Regions from separate parts of the Mus musculus genome. Here regions 1, 2 and 4 are each linked to region 3. Evidence: chromatin contacts called from public Hi-C and HiChIP or PLAC-seq data. All regions are on one chromosome and are shown on one strand. The core of a region is the stretch at or near the end of the contact, and the rest is flanking DNA. Distances in the headings are between cores, read along the strand shown. Region 1 overlaps Gm13025 (a long non-coding RNA gene). Region 2 holds the start of Mul1 (mitochondrial ubiquitin ligase activator of NFKB 1). Region 3 holds the start of Aldh4a1 (aldehyde dehydrogenase 4 family, member A1). Region 4 holds the start of Pink1 (PTEN induced putative kinase 1).

What was found. A called contact is a pair of places that touch in the nucleus more often than the background predicts. HiChIP or PLAC-seq counts read pairs in DNA pulled down with a chosen protein or histone mark.
Region 1: a Hi-C map of B cells shows a contact between it and region 3, with 7 read pairs. The contact joins the enhancer-like site here to the promoter of Aldh4a1 in region 3. A contact is called at or near these places in 1 of 39 promoter capture datasets (embryonic stem cells), 1 of 15 datasets of contacts at CTCF or cohesin (large pre-B cells), 1 of 484 Hi-C or Micro-C datasets (B cells) and 1 of 115 datasets of contacts at active chromatin or transcription factors (large pre-B cells).
Region 2: an H3K27ac HiChIP or PLAC-seq map of microglia shows a contact between it and region 3, with 8 times the contacts expected there. The contact joins the promoter of Mul1 here to the promoter of Aldh4a1 in region 3. A contact is called at or near these places in 1 of 39 promoter capture datasets (pre-B cells) and 1 of 115 datasets of contacts at active chromatin or transcription factors (microglia).
Region 4: a contact with region 3 is called in a Hi-C map of regulatory T cells, with 4 times the contacts expected there. The contact joins the promoter of Pink1 here to the promoter of Aldh4a1 in region 3. A contact is called at or near these places in 1 of 39 promoter capture datasets (liver) and 2 of 484 Hi-C or Micro-C datasets (B cells and regulatory T cells).

Annotation. Positions count from the first base shown.
Region 1 is chr4:140,683,647-140,686,346 of GRCm38.p6, forward strand. Gm13025 (a long non-coding RNA gene) reads left to right here. Exons shown (of 3, transcript XR_001784551.2): 3 at 438-2,465. Among named protein-coding and RNA genes, the nearest start is that of Gm13025, 5.3 kb to the left of the region's middle. Within about 2 kb of position 1,310, at least 126 of the 459 cell types and tissues checked have an H3K27ac peak or open chromatin away from gene starts, as enhancers often do. A contact at or near this core is called in B cells and embryonic stem cells, where this site is marked.
Region 2 is chr4:138,433,356-138,436,055 of GRCm38.p6, forward strand. It overlaps Mul1 (mitochondrial ubiquitin ligase activator of NFKB 1), which reads left to right and starts at 1,317. Exons shown (of 4, transcript NM_026689.3): 1 at 1,317-1,524. The coding sequence starts at 1,405.
Region 3 is chr4:139,621,450-139,624,149 of GRCm38.p6, forward strand. It overlaps Aldh4a1 (aldehyde dehydrogenase 4 family, member A1), which reads left to right and starts at 1,445. Exons shown (of 15, transcript NM_175438.4): 1 at 1,445-1,748. The coding sequence starts at 1,690.
Region 4 is chr4:138,324,879-138,327,578 of GRCm38.p6, forward strand. Pink1 (PTEN induced putative kinase 1) reads right to left here and starts at 1,418. Exons shown (of 8, transcript NM_026880.2): 1 at 955-1,418. The coding sequence starts at 1,341.

The DNA of each region.
Region 1 (2,700 bases), core at 60-2,559, 1.1 Mb after region 3:
AGTCCATCTCTTCAGGGAGCTCCAGGGATCCCCAGTCTCTTGTCTCTCCAATGCTAAGCCTAAAGGCTCAGCGGGCTCCTCCGTGGGTGCCTAGAATCAGATCTCGAGCAGGAGGCAGACGCTTTAGTCCGTGCATGTCCCCACAGAGGCCAGACGTGTCAACTCCCTGGATCTGGCTGCACAGATCAGATCATTGTGAGCTACCCCACCCCCACCCCCCAGGGACAGCAGCAGTGCGTGTCCTTGTCCCTGACTGCTGAGCTCACTAACACCTTGCTGATTTACCTACTTATTTGAGTCAAGGTCTCAATAGGTAGCCCAGGCTAGTCTTCAACTTGAAATCCCCCTGCCTCCACCTCCCAAGAGGAGGGACCACCACCGGCACGCACCCCTAATACCAACTTGTCTCTCTCTCTCTTTTTTTTCCCCTTTCACAGAATGGCATGTTTCTTCATTAACCAAGACATCACTGACATGTTCTTCCCTCTACCGTCCCACAGGGAGCCTGGTAATTCCCACAGACTTCAGGCCCCGCCCCAGAACAATGAGGTCTCTGGGCCCCCAGCAGATAGGAAACACATGGCCACACAGTCTGTTAGATTGTCAGGATCAAAGCAGAACATCTGGTTCTGACCCCCAGAGGGGCCCCAGCCGGAGCGCCAGCTCCTGTACCACAGTGGAAGGTCATTTTTTCCAGCCGTTTCGTGGTTCTCCATCAGGAAGGGAGGGGGGCTGTGATTGCCCCCCACAGAACATCTGTCAATGTCAGGAGATATTTTCGGGTTTTCCAGCTGAAAGGAAGGAGGAACTGCTGACATCTGTGAGGTGGGGGCCCCCCCCCCCGGGGCTAGCGCTGAGCCAGCTGCGGTTGCTCATGTCAAACAGCAGCTCTGCCCAAACTGATCTGGGGAAACTGAGGGGGTCCCTCCTGGGGTTCCTAGCTTCATTAATAAACGGATTTAAGAATGAACTCAATTGGAGACACAAGGACAATTTTATTAGAGTCTAAAAGAAAACCCCCAGGGCGGGCAGGCTGTAAACCTCCGCAGCTGCCCAGAGGAGGAGAGCACAGAAAGGGAACTGGGACCATGCCATTTAAGCTGGGACGGAAGTCAGACACGTGGCTAGCAAGCGGCCACATGGTGCCAAGGGAGGCTTTGGAGAAAGTGTAAGGAAGGCCGGAATGTCAGAGGGAACCCCCAAAACCTGGCTTAAAAAAGAGATAGGAGAAAGGATAAACTTACGCTTGCTAAATAAACAAATTTACCAGATTAAGTGGCTGCAATAAATGGGCTTCCCCACTAGGGACAGGGCTTCTGGGAGGAGACCATAGTATCTCAGTAATTCCTTCTGCCTGTCTCTTCCCAGGACCCCACTGTCCTAGGAATGGCCCTTAGGGAAAGTGAATGACCCGCCTCCACCCCACCCCGAGCCACAGATTCCATTCTCTGGACCAGTAGTAGGTTCAAGTTCAAGTTAGTGCAAAGGACTGGGAAATGACACTTGGGAAGGTGACGTTGGCCTGTATAGTCACAGGACAAAAGGCAAGTCGTGAATCATTGCACATTATAGAGGGGGTGGGGGATGGGGGAGTGGGATGTGGCTCAACCGCTCACCTAGTACACAAAGCCAGAGGTTCAGTCCCCAGCACTGCATGTGGGCGTGCCTGCCATGCTATTGCTCAGAAAACCGAAGGATCAGTTCAAGGTCACCCTCACCTGGGTCGTGAGTTCTAAACCAGCCTGAGATACATGAAACCCTGTCCCAAAGCAAAACTAGAATGCATTGGCCGTGCCTTCAGGTAGACAAACCATAGCAGCTGAAGGAAATGCTGAGCTGAACTCACAGAAATCCACCTGCCTCTGAGTGCCCGGATTAAAGTCCCGGGCAACCATGACTGGTTCCCTGGTTTTGAGACATAATCCAGACTAGCCTTACACGCTCCGTGTGACCAAAGATGCTGTAGAATTTCTGATCCTCCTGCCTCCACCTTCCAAGATGAGATTGCAGGTGTGTGTGTCGATTCCTGCTTTATAAAGTGCCAGGCCGAAGCATTGGCTTCCTGAAGGCTGCAGGCAAGCACAGCTCCCTGCTTTCAAAAACCTATCGAATCAAAGTCTTAGCTTAAGGGTTGATGGAAGCTGCATCCTTGTGTGTCAAGAATGTCTTCTAAAAGTCAAGAGGATGTCAGGTCATACAAGAGGTGGATCGAAAATGGTTACTACGGGAGACTGAAGACAACTGGGATGATGCACTCGTGACCTACACCCTTCATCTCTCTGGAAGTGTCATGTTCTACACAGCCAAGGTCAAGAGAGCTGCAGATCCTCAAAGACAAATGTAGCCTCTTCAGAGAACATCAGTTCCATTTACACAGCACAGAGGGTGATCGTGCCAGAGAGGATGGCCCGGCTGTGTGTGTATGCATGTGTCTCTGTGTGTGCATGTGTCTGTGTGTGTCTGTGCATGGGTGTGTACGTATGTATGTCTCTGTGCGTCTGTCTGCACGAGTGTGTAAGAGTGTGTATATGTGCTGGGCAGTGGTGGCGCACGCCTTTAATCCCAGCACTTGGGAGGCAGAGGCTGGCAGATTTCTGAGTTCGAGGCCAGCCTGGTCTACAGAGTGAGTTCCAGGACAGCCAGGGCTACACAGAGAAACCCTGTCTCGAAAAACCAAAAAAAAAAAAAAAAAAGAGTGTG
Region 2 (2,700 bases), core at 67-2,566, 1.2 Mb before region 3:
TGCTGGCTAAGACTTGCGGCGACTCTGATGTCTGAGAGGAGTTGGACGAGTTCTCCAAAGGTCACCTGGGTTGAAGCCCATTATCATTTTTAGTTAAAGGTCTGAGTGTATTTATATTCTCCCCACCACTTGTTTTTTTGAGACAAGGCTTCTCTGTGTAGTCCCAACTGTACTAGAACTCGTTCTGTAGACCAGGCTGGCCTTGAACTCAGAGGTCTGCCTTCCTCTGCTTCCTGAGTGCTGGACTGTGTGTATTTCTTAACCGAAGCCTCAGTTTCCTCTCCTGAAACTCTACTGTGGCAGTGGTTGAATGCATCAAATGCTGGTCTGGAGTGACTGGGACGGAGCTAAGTGGAAGAACACTTGAAACCCTGGGTTTGGTCCCTAGATAGTGGAGTGAAACACAGGCCAGGCCTAAGAAATACGAACTACAGTACAAGGCATATAATAGTCACTCAATAAAAATATTTGCTGTTATTATTAAATAAGCAGTATGCTGTTTTGGGGGTGGCGTGGCAGTAGATTAAGAGCTATTTTCGCGATTCAACTGGTGTAGAATCAATTCAACTGGTGTAGTGGTTGAGGGCTTTGAAGCTGGACTAATTTTTCTCCAGCTCTCCTTTGCAGTATGGCTCCGACCATGTTCTCCATCCCCTCTGGCCCCAGTTTCTTTTTTCTTCTTCTTTCTTCTCTTCTTCTTCTTCCTCTTCCTCCTTCTTCTTCTTTTTTGGTTTTTCGAGACAGGGTTTCTCTGTATTGTCCTGGAACTTACTTTGTAGACCAGGCTGGCCTCGAACTCAGAAATCCGCCTGCCTCTGCCTCCCAAGTGCTGGGATTAAAGGTGTGCGTCACCACGCCGGGCTAGTTTCTTCATCTTTAAAAGCCAGGTTTCAAGGTTCTCCGATAGCTTAAAGCCTAACACTTCTTGGTGCTGAACACGCGTTTTACTCAGCTCCCCATCTGACGGCGGCGACATCAAATAATCCAGCAAGGGCTGGAGAAACAGACCAGTGAGTAAAGGTGCTTTGCCACCATGGCTAAGAACTTGAGTTCCATCCCAAGGACCCATAAAGTAGGAGAAACCGGGACGCTCAGATCGAGTCCTGCCCTCTATAGGTGCACCAAGGCACGCTCTCATAGGATAAATTAGATGTCATTTAACAATAACGGAGCAAGAACGTCTAGAAACCCGGAGGGAGAGCTCCCACGTGACCACAGCCAGCCCCACCGGTTTCCCAGGAGGCCGCAGTAACGTCGCAACCACCTAGGCAACGTCTTTGCTCCACCCCCGTCCTCCACTTCCGGTTTTTACGTCATCGACGGGCGACGGGTTCCGGGAAGGGCTGCGCGGCTGCGTAGGGGTCGCAGGTGATTTCGAGGCGGCTGGTGCGGCTTGGGGTCGCCATGGAGAGCGGTTCGCGACCGTCGCTCGGCCAGGTCATCCTGCTGGGCACCAGTTCGATGGTCACCGCCGTACTGTACTCCATATACCGGCAGAAGGCCCAGGTCGCGCAGGAACTCAAGGTCAGTGCGGGGGGTGGGGTGGGCAGCCCGGTCTCACTGGCAGCTCGCGCCGGGGCGCACCGGGGAGCCACAGGGCCCCAGACGACGCGCAGCCAGAGGGGATCCCGGGCACCTGCTGCAGCGAGGCTGCCCCCCCCCAGTGACCCTCAGTGTCACTGGACGTTATTGCAGTGCTGTAAAACTGTTTCTCGAAAACCTGCTGGGCACCAGGTAGTGAGAAAAACAGGCCATTGTCCTGGTGCACAGTGCATTCTAGGTCAACCACACGCCTACACGTAATTGGATCGTGTGATAGGGCGAGAATCGGGTTGGAGTAGGGCAGAGAAAAGCGGAAAGATAGGGAAACGGAGAGTTCCGTTCCTTTTGCTATAGTAAAATATCTGACAGAAAGCAGCTTAGGAGAGGGAGAAGGGTTATTTCGTTTGTAGTTTCAGGTTACCATTCATCATCGCGGGGAAGTCCAGGCCAGGAACTTGAGTCAGCTGCAAATCACGTCTGAGTCGAGAGAAACAACTATTAAACAGTCCAGAGCCCAGACCTAGAGAATGGTGTCAGTCACAACACAACAGCGAGTTTCCCCCCTTCAGTTAGAGCTATCAGGACAGTGTCTAAACAGCTATGCCTACACAGGCTGACTCAATATAGACAGTTCCTTGTTGAGACACTCTTTCCAAGTGATTCTAGATTATGGCCATTGACAGGGGGGCGTCGCCATTTTAAACAAGGTGATACTTGGGTCGGAGATGGAGGATGTGAAGATATGTAAGGCAGGGGTGATTCCAACGTGAAGAACAGCAAACTTAGAGGCTCATTTGGAGAACAGAGAACTTAAAGGCTCATCTATTTAACCGCTCCGCTCCAGGTTTCTACAGTCATTTCTTTGTATATTATAGTTACTTTAAAACTACATTCTCATTTGAGGGTTGCACTTAACAGCTCAGACGGCACATTTCCGTCTCTGTTTTATTTTTGTCTCCAGTCCCAGGTGATCTTTTGGCCTCTATTGGGTACCAGGCATGTATGTGATACACAGACATGCATGCAGGCAAAACCACCCATATAATAAAAAGTAATAAGGTAAAGATGTGAAAGGCCCTTGCTTTTGTGTTAGGACCCAGAGATAAAGCTGGGGTGGAGCGGAGCCCCCAGGGGTCTTCGCCCTCACTGGCTTGTCGC
Region 3 (2,700 bases), core at 195-2,694:
TTAATTAGTTAATTAATTATTACATTATTGTTAGTATTAGTATTATTATCATTTTAGTTATTTGAGACAAGGTTTCTCTGTATAGACTGGAACTCACTCTGTAGACCAGGCTAGCCTCAAACTCAGAGATCTGTCTGCATCTACCTCCTAAGTGCTAGATGTAAAGGTATGCACTACCACTGCACAGCTACTTGGGCAAAAAAAATTCTTAATTTGTGATTGATGTGGGAGGGCCCAGCCTATTCTAGGTAGTCCAACCCCTGGACTGGCGGTCCACCTGTAAGGCTGAGCAAGCCAGTAAGCAGCGTCCCTCCACGGCTTCTGCATCAGCTCCTGCCTCCAGGTTCCTGCCTCAGTGATGAGCTGAAAATTTGCACACGTAAACCTTTAACTCCCCACTTGCTTTTTGGTCATGGTGTTTTGAGGCGAATCTGCCCAGTGTGGTATCAAATTAGAACCAGAGGGACCCCAAAGTAAATGCCCTGGTTACATTGTCAAAGACAGAGAAACACGTTGAAGCAGGACTGTGGTGGTGCAGGCCTTTAATCCCAGCACTCTGGAGGCAGACCTGCGGGTGGATCTCTGTAAATTCAGGGCCTGGTCTATAGAGCCAGTTCCAGGATAGCCAAGGCTACACAGAGAAACCCTGTCTGAAAAAGTAAAACCAAGCCAAAAAAAAAAAATTAAAAAAATTAAACAAAAACAAAACCCAAAGAGAATAAAGTAAGAAAACCCATACCAGTATCTTAGGAATACAGTGGTTCCCTAAGGCATCATTCTAAGAGCAGGTTTCGGAAGCTGTTTTAATACGTTCGAGTATTCATCAAACAACGTCTCATGAAGAAAACTGAAAATTTTAACCACGGGGCAGAGGGACAGAGGGACAGAGGCAGGAACAACTGGTTTTTGTGGCTAGAGGCTTTTAAGAAAAGGAAGAAATAAAGAAAATTAAAACGAAGAACGTTAAGTTCAGGCCCGCTAGGGTTTTATCTCATTCTGATTCCAATCTGGAAGGAAGCAAGCCCAGGCTTGGCCCTGAGCCAGGCTGGGAGATGGAGGGCAGATCAGGCTCCATGCACGGTGGCAGCCCCCGGGGAGGTGGCAGGGAGCTGGCCTTGGTGTGGCTCGGCGGGCCCGGGCAGAGTTGTAGCCTGCAGATGTCCAGCCTTCCAGCCACCAAGTGTTGGGGACCCAAGTAGCACCTGTCGCGTCGACCGGGTCCCCCCCCCCCCCCCCCCCCGGCCACTTCTACTACTGAGCACGCGCTCTGTGCAGGATCTGTCATTGGCTCCTGCAACTCTCCAGCCCTGCCTAAGAAGGCTGCAGCTTGCCTGTCCTGCTGATTGGCCTGGAGGCTTTCATGCGAGACTCTGATTGGTCAGTGAGGCTCACGCCCTCTCTCCTTGGGTCATACCATAAGGAGAGGAGACGAGGAGAAGAGAGTATCATTTCAGGGCTTTTCTGCTGCATTCTCTTGACCCGCAGTCCACAGTAGCAATTTTGATGTTAAATACAGCTGATGTTTATTGACAGAGGGGGAAGGGTACCCGAGGAGGGGCCCCGAAGGAGGTGGACCGGGCGATGCTGCGCCTCCCGCAGAGGTAGTGCGCTCCGGGCTTGTCTAGTCCAGCCCGGTGGGGCTGACTCTGAGCTTCCCACAGCTGCGCAAGACTGTTAAGAGTCTCCGCGATGCTGCCGCTGCCGTCGCTCCGCCGATCCCTGCTGTCCCATGCCTGGAGGGGCGCTGGGTGAGTGAACCCCTCTGCTGCCTGAGTCCTGAGAGCCGTGGACAGATCCCACTCTGTGGGTCCTCCAGGTTGCAGCCATTATCTCCAGGGTCCCTATGGCTCCCCTAAGTGCGCGCCGGGTCGCGACCTGCAGAGCCACTCTCCCATGGAGAACCTGTGGCGCCTTACCAGGTCTCTCTAGAGCAGTGGTTCTTAACAAATGCTGTGACCCTTTCCTCTTGGTGTGGTGACTCCCCAACCGAAAAATTATGCCACTTCATAACCGTATTTTGCTACTGTTATAAATCGTCATGTAAATATCTAATATGCAGAATAGCTGATATGCGACCCCTGTGAAAGGATCGCTCGGGGTGGCGACCTACAGGTTGCAAACCAATGTCCTAGATGGCCAGTTTTCCTATCCAAGGAACCCCAGGGAGGGTGTGGCGTCCGGATTTGTGCCCACGCCCCCTTCCTACACCCCTCTTTCTCCTAACGCTGTATATTTCAAATTTGCTGATTCTCCCAGACCTTGGCCGGCCCTGTGTTCCCATTCTGGAGCCTTCCGACACTCCCAGGGACCTCTCCACCCCACTCCCTTTTTGTTCAATATTGGGCTTTTGTTTTACGGTGGGTGCCATAATGACTTTTATAACGTGTGATGCGGCTCTGCGTGGCATGGGGCTCATTTTGAGGTTTGCCTAAATCCATTCAGACAAGTTCCTTAATAAATCACCGGGAGGCAGAGGCAGGCAGGTCACTGAGTGCAAGGCCAGCTTGTTCTGCAAGAGCAGGTTCGAGGAGGGTCAGGGATACACGAGAAACCCTGTCTCAAAAACAAACAAACAAACAAACAAACAAACAAACGTAATGAAGAGACAGGTAAGCCCTAGGGCAGAGAGCTGCTTGCTTTCAGCCAGAATCCTGGCTGCCTTAGTGATGTGTTCCAATATCCTGCCCCAGTATGGCTCAC
Region 4 (2,700 bases), core at 168-2,667, 1.3 Mb before region 3:
TATAGCCCTGGCTGTCCTGGAACTCACTTTGTAGACCAGGCTGGCCTCGAACTCAGAAATCCGCCTGCCTCTGCCTCCTGAGTGACTTTTTTTTTTCAATTGGATATTTTATTTATTTACATTCCAAATGTTATCATCCAGCCGGGCTGTGGTGGTGCACACCTTTAATCCCAGCACTTGGGAGGCAGAGGCAGGTGGATTTCTGAGTTCGAGGCCAGCCTGGTCTACAAAGTGAGTTCCAGGACAGCCAGGGCTACACAGAGAAACCCTGTCTTGAAAAACTAAAAAAAAAAAAAGTTCAAGACAAACCTGGGCTACATATACAAATCAAGGCTCTGTCCCCCTTTTATGCATCCCAAAAGAAAAGAAATTTACTCAAAGCCATTTGTTACAGTGCAACAGAGACCAATAATCAGCAGCTTTTAAACCATACTGTTTGCAAAGTGTCGGCATATCAGGCCATCAGTAATGGGAAATAGGTCAGCCTTAATTAACAGATCAATTCCAAGAAATGTATAGTCCAAGTCATAGATAGATTTTAATCTTTGCCTTATCCCCTGATCTACCTACCCCCCCCCCCAAGGTCTAGGCATGTCCTCATGCTCTTAGACACATAACTAAGATGCCACCAGCCACTCAGTCTGGTCCACGAGTACCCCACCCCCTTAAATTGCCCAATCACGGCTCAGAGACCTGCCCTTCCCAATGCCCAGGCTCCTACCACGCCCTGGTTCACGACCCGCCCCTACACCACTAGGATTCTGAGGCTGCCCCAACAACTATCCAACTAACTCCGCCCTTGCTGTCCAATTTGGCCCCGCCCCACCCAGATCACTCACTCTCCTAACCCCGCCTCCTCCTGGCCTAGGCCCCGCCCCGGCCCGGCTGGCCTCAGGGCTACACTCTGGCCCGGTTCGGCCCGCTCCCGGCGCTCCCGCCCACCGCCGCTCTCACCTGGATCTCCTGACAGGCCGAGGCGGCCCTCCGGCCTTCCGCCTGCTTCTCCTCGATCAGCCCCAGCCCCAGCCCGAAGGCCAGGAAGACCGCTCGGCCGCAAGGGCCTGCGCCGCCCCGGGCCCGCACCATGAACTGCCTCTGGATCCGCGCCGCCAGCCCAGCTACCGACTGGCGGAAGAAGCGGTAGCGGTCCGGGAGGGGGAGCCCGACCGGCCGAGGCTGTGCTCCGGGGCTTACGACCTGGCCTGGGCGCTCTCCGCGGCCCCAGGCCGCCGCGGGGCCGGGCTTCCCCCAGCCGAACAGCGGGCCGGGCTTGGGCGCGAAGCGCAGCAGCAGCGCCCGACCCAGCTGCAGGCCTCGGCCCAGTGCCTGTCGCACCGCCATGGTGGCGCGGTGACCGGAGCCAGCTGCCACCGCCACAAACGTCTGGGACAACAACAAACTTCGGGGGCGGCGCCTGTGCGCAAGCGCGGGGGGCGGTCCCCGGCAGTTCTCCTGCGCAGCACGCGGGGGCGCTACCCGCTCATCCCTGCATCCCTTGGTGCAGCTGGTTTGCACTTTGAACCCAGGTCGAGGGGTTGTGAACAACTTCACTGGTCCTGGTTAAGATGAGACGTTGAGCCAGGAAACTAATATTTGTTATCAGTCACCGATCCAGGCCCTTTACACCTGTTAGCTAGTTTGACTGTCCCCCCCATGATATGAGTGCCAATTTTGTAGATAAGCGACTGTGGTGTTTCCAGATTGCTTGCAGGTATTAGAGTTGAGGTTGAAGTTCACACTGCCCTGGCTATCGAGGGAAGACCTTGGCTCTTCTCCCCCACTCCCAAGTGCTCTCATGCTCCTGTACAGACAGGTTGGAGGTTCCGGGGCTTAGATCTTGGAGGGAAATCTTGACCAAAGGCCATAATTTATGCACCAGTGGGTGCAGGAGCTGAGGTCTGAGACTGACTGGGAGACTTAACCAGAAGCCACCCAGATGCTTAATAAATCCCTATGACTTAAACTGCTTGTTACGAATAGCTAGCTGATAATAAGGTTATTAACCCTGTTACTATTTTTACTCATTTTATTTTACTTTATTTGAGACAAGGCCTTGCATAGCCCTGGTTGGCTTGGAATTCTTCCTGTAGACTAGGATGGCCCTCTGGAGTGTGGGGATTACAGGTATATACCACCACATCAGGCTGAATAATCTTTTTGCTTGTCTCTGACTTAAGCATAATTTTGTGTGTGTGTGTGTGTGTGTGTGTGTGTAAAATCACATAATACCAAATACTGGTCATCCAGTGAAATTTTTAATTTTTTTCAAAGCCTATTTTTTTTGGGGGGGGGGGGTGTTGAGACAGGGTTTCTCTGTATAGCCCTGGCTCTCCTGGAGCTCACTCTGTAGACCAGGCTGGCCTCGAACTCAGAAATCCACCTGCCTCTGCCTCCCAAGTGCGGGATTAAAGGCGTGTGCCACCACTGCCCAGCCTTCAAAGCCTATTTTAAATGATGGTTCTTCAATGCTTTAACCTCTCTTTTAACCCACTACCCACCAGAGGTAGTGTTGGGAGCCGCCCCCACATTCGCCGTCACAAGATGGCGCTGACATCCTGTGTTCTAAGTGGTAAACAAATAATCTGCGCATGTGCCAAGGGTATTTTACGACTACTTGTACTCTGCCTTTCCCGTGAACGTCAGCTCGGCCATGGGCTGCAGCCAATCAGGGAGTGATGCGTCCTAGGCGAAATATAACTC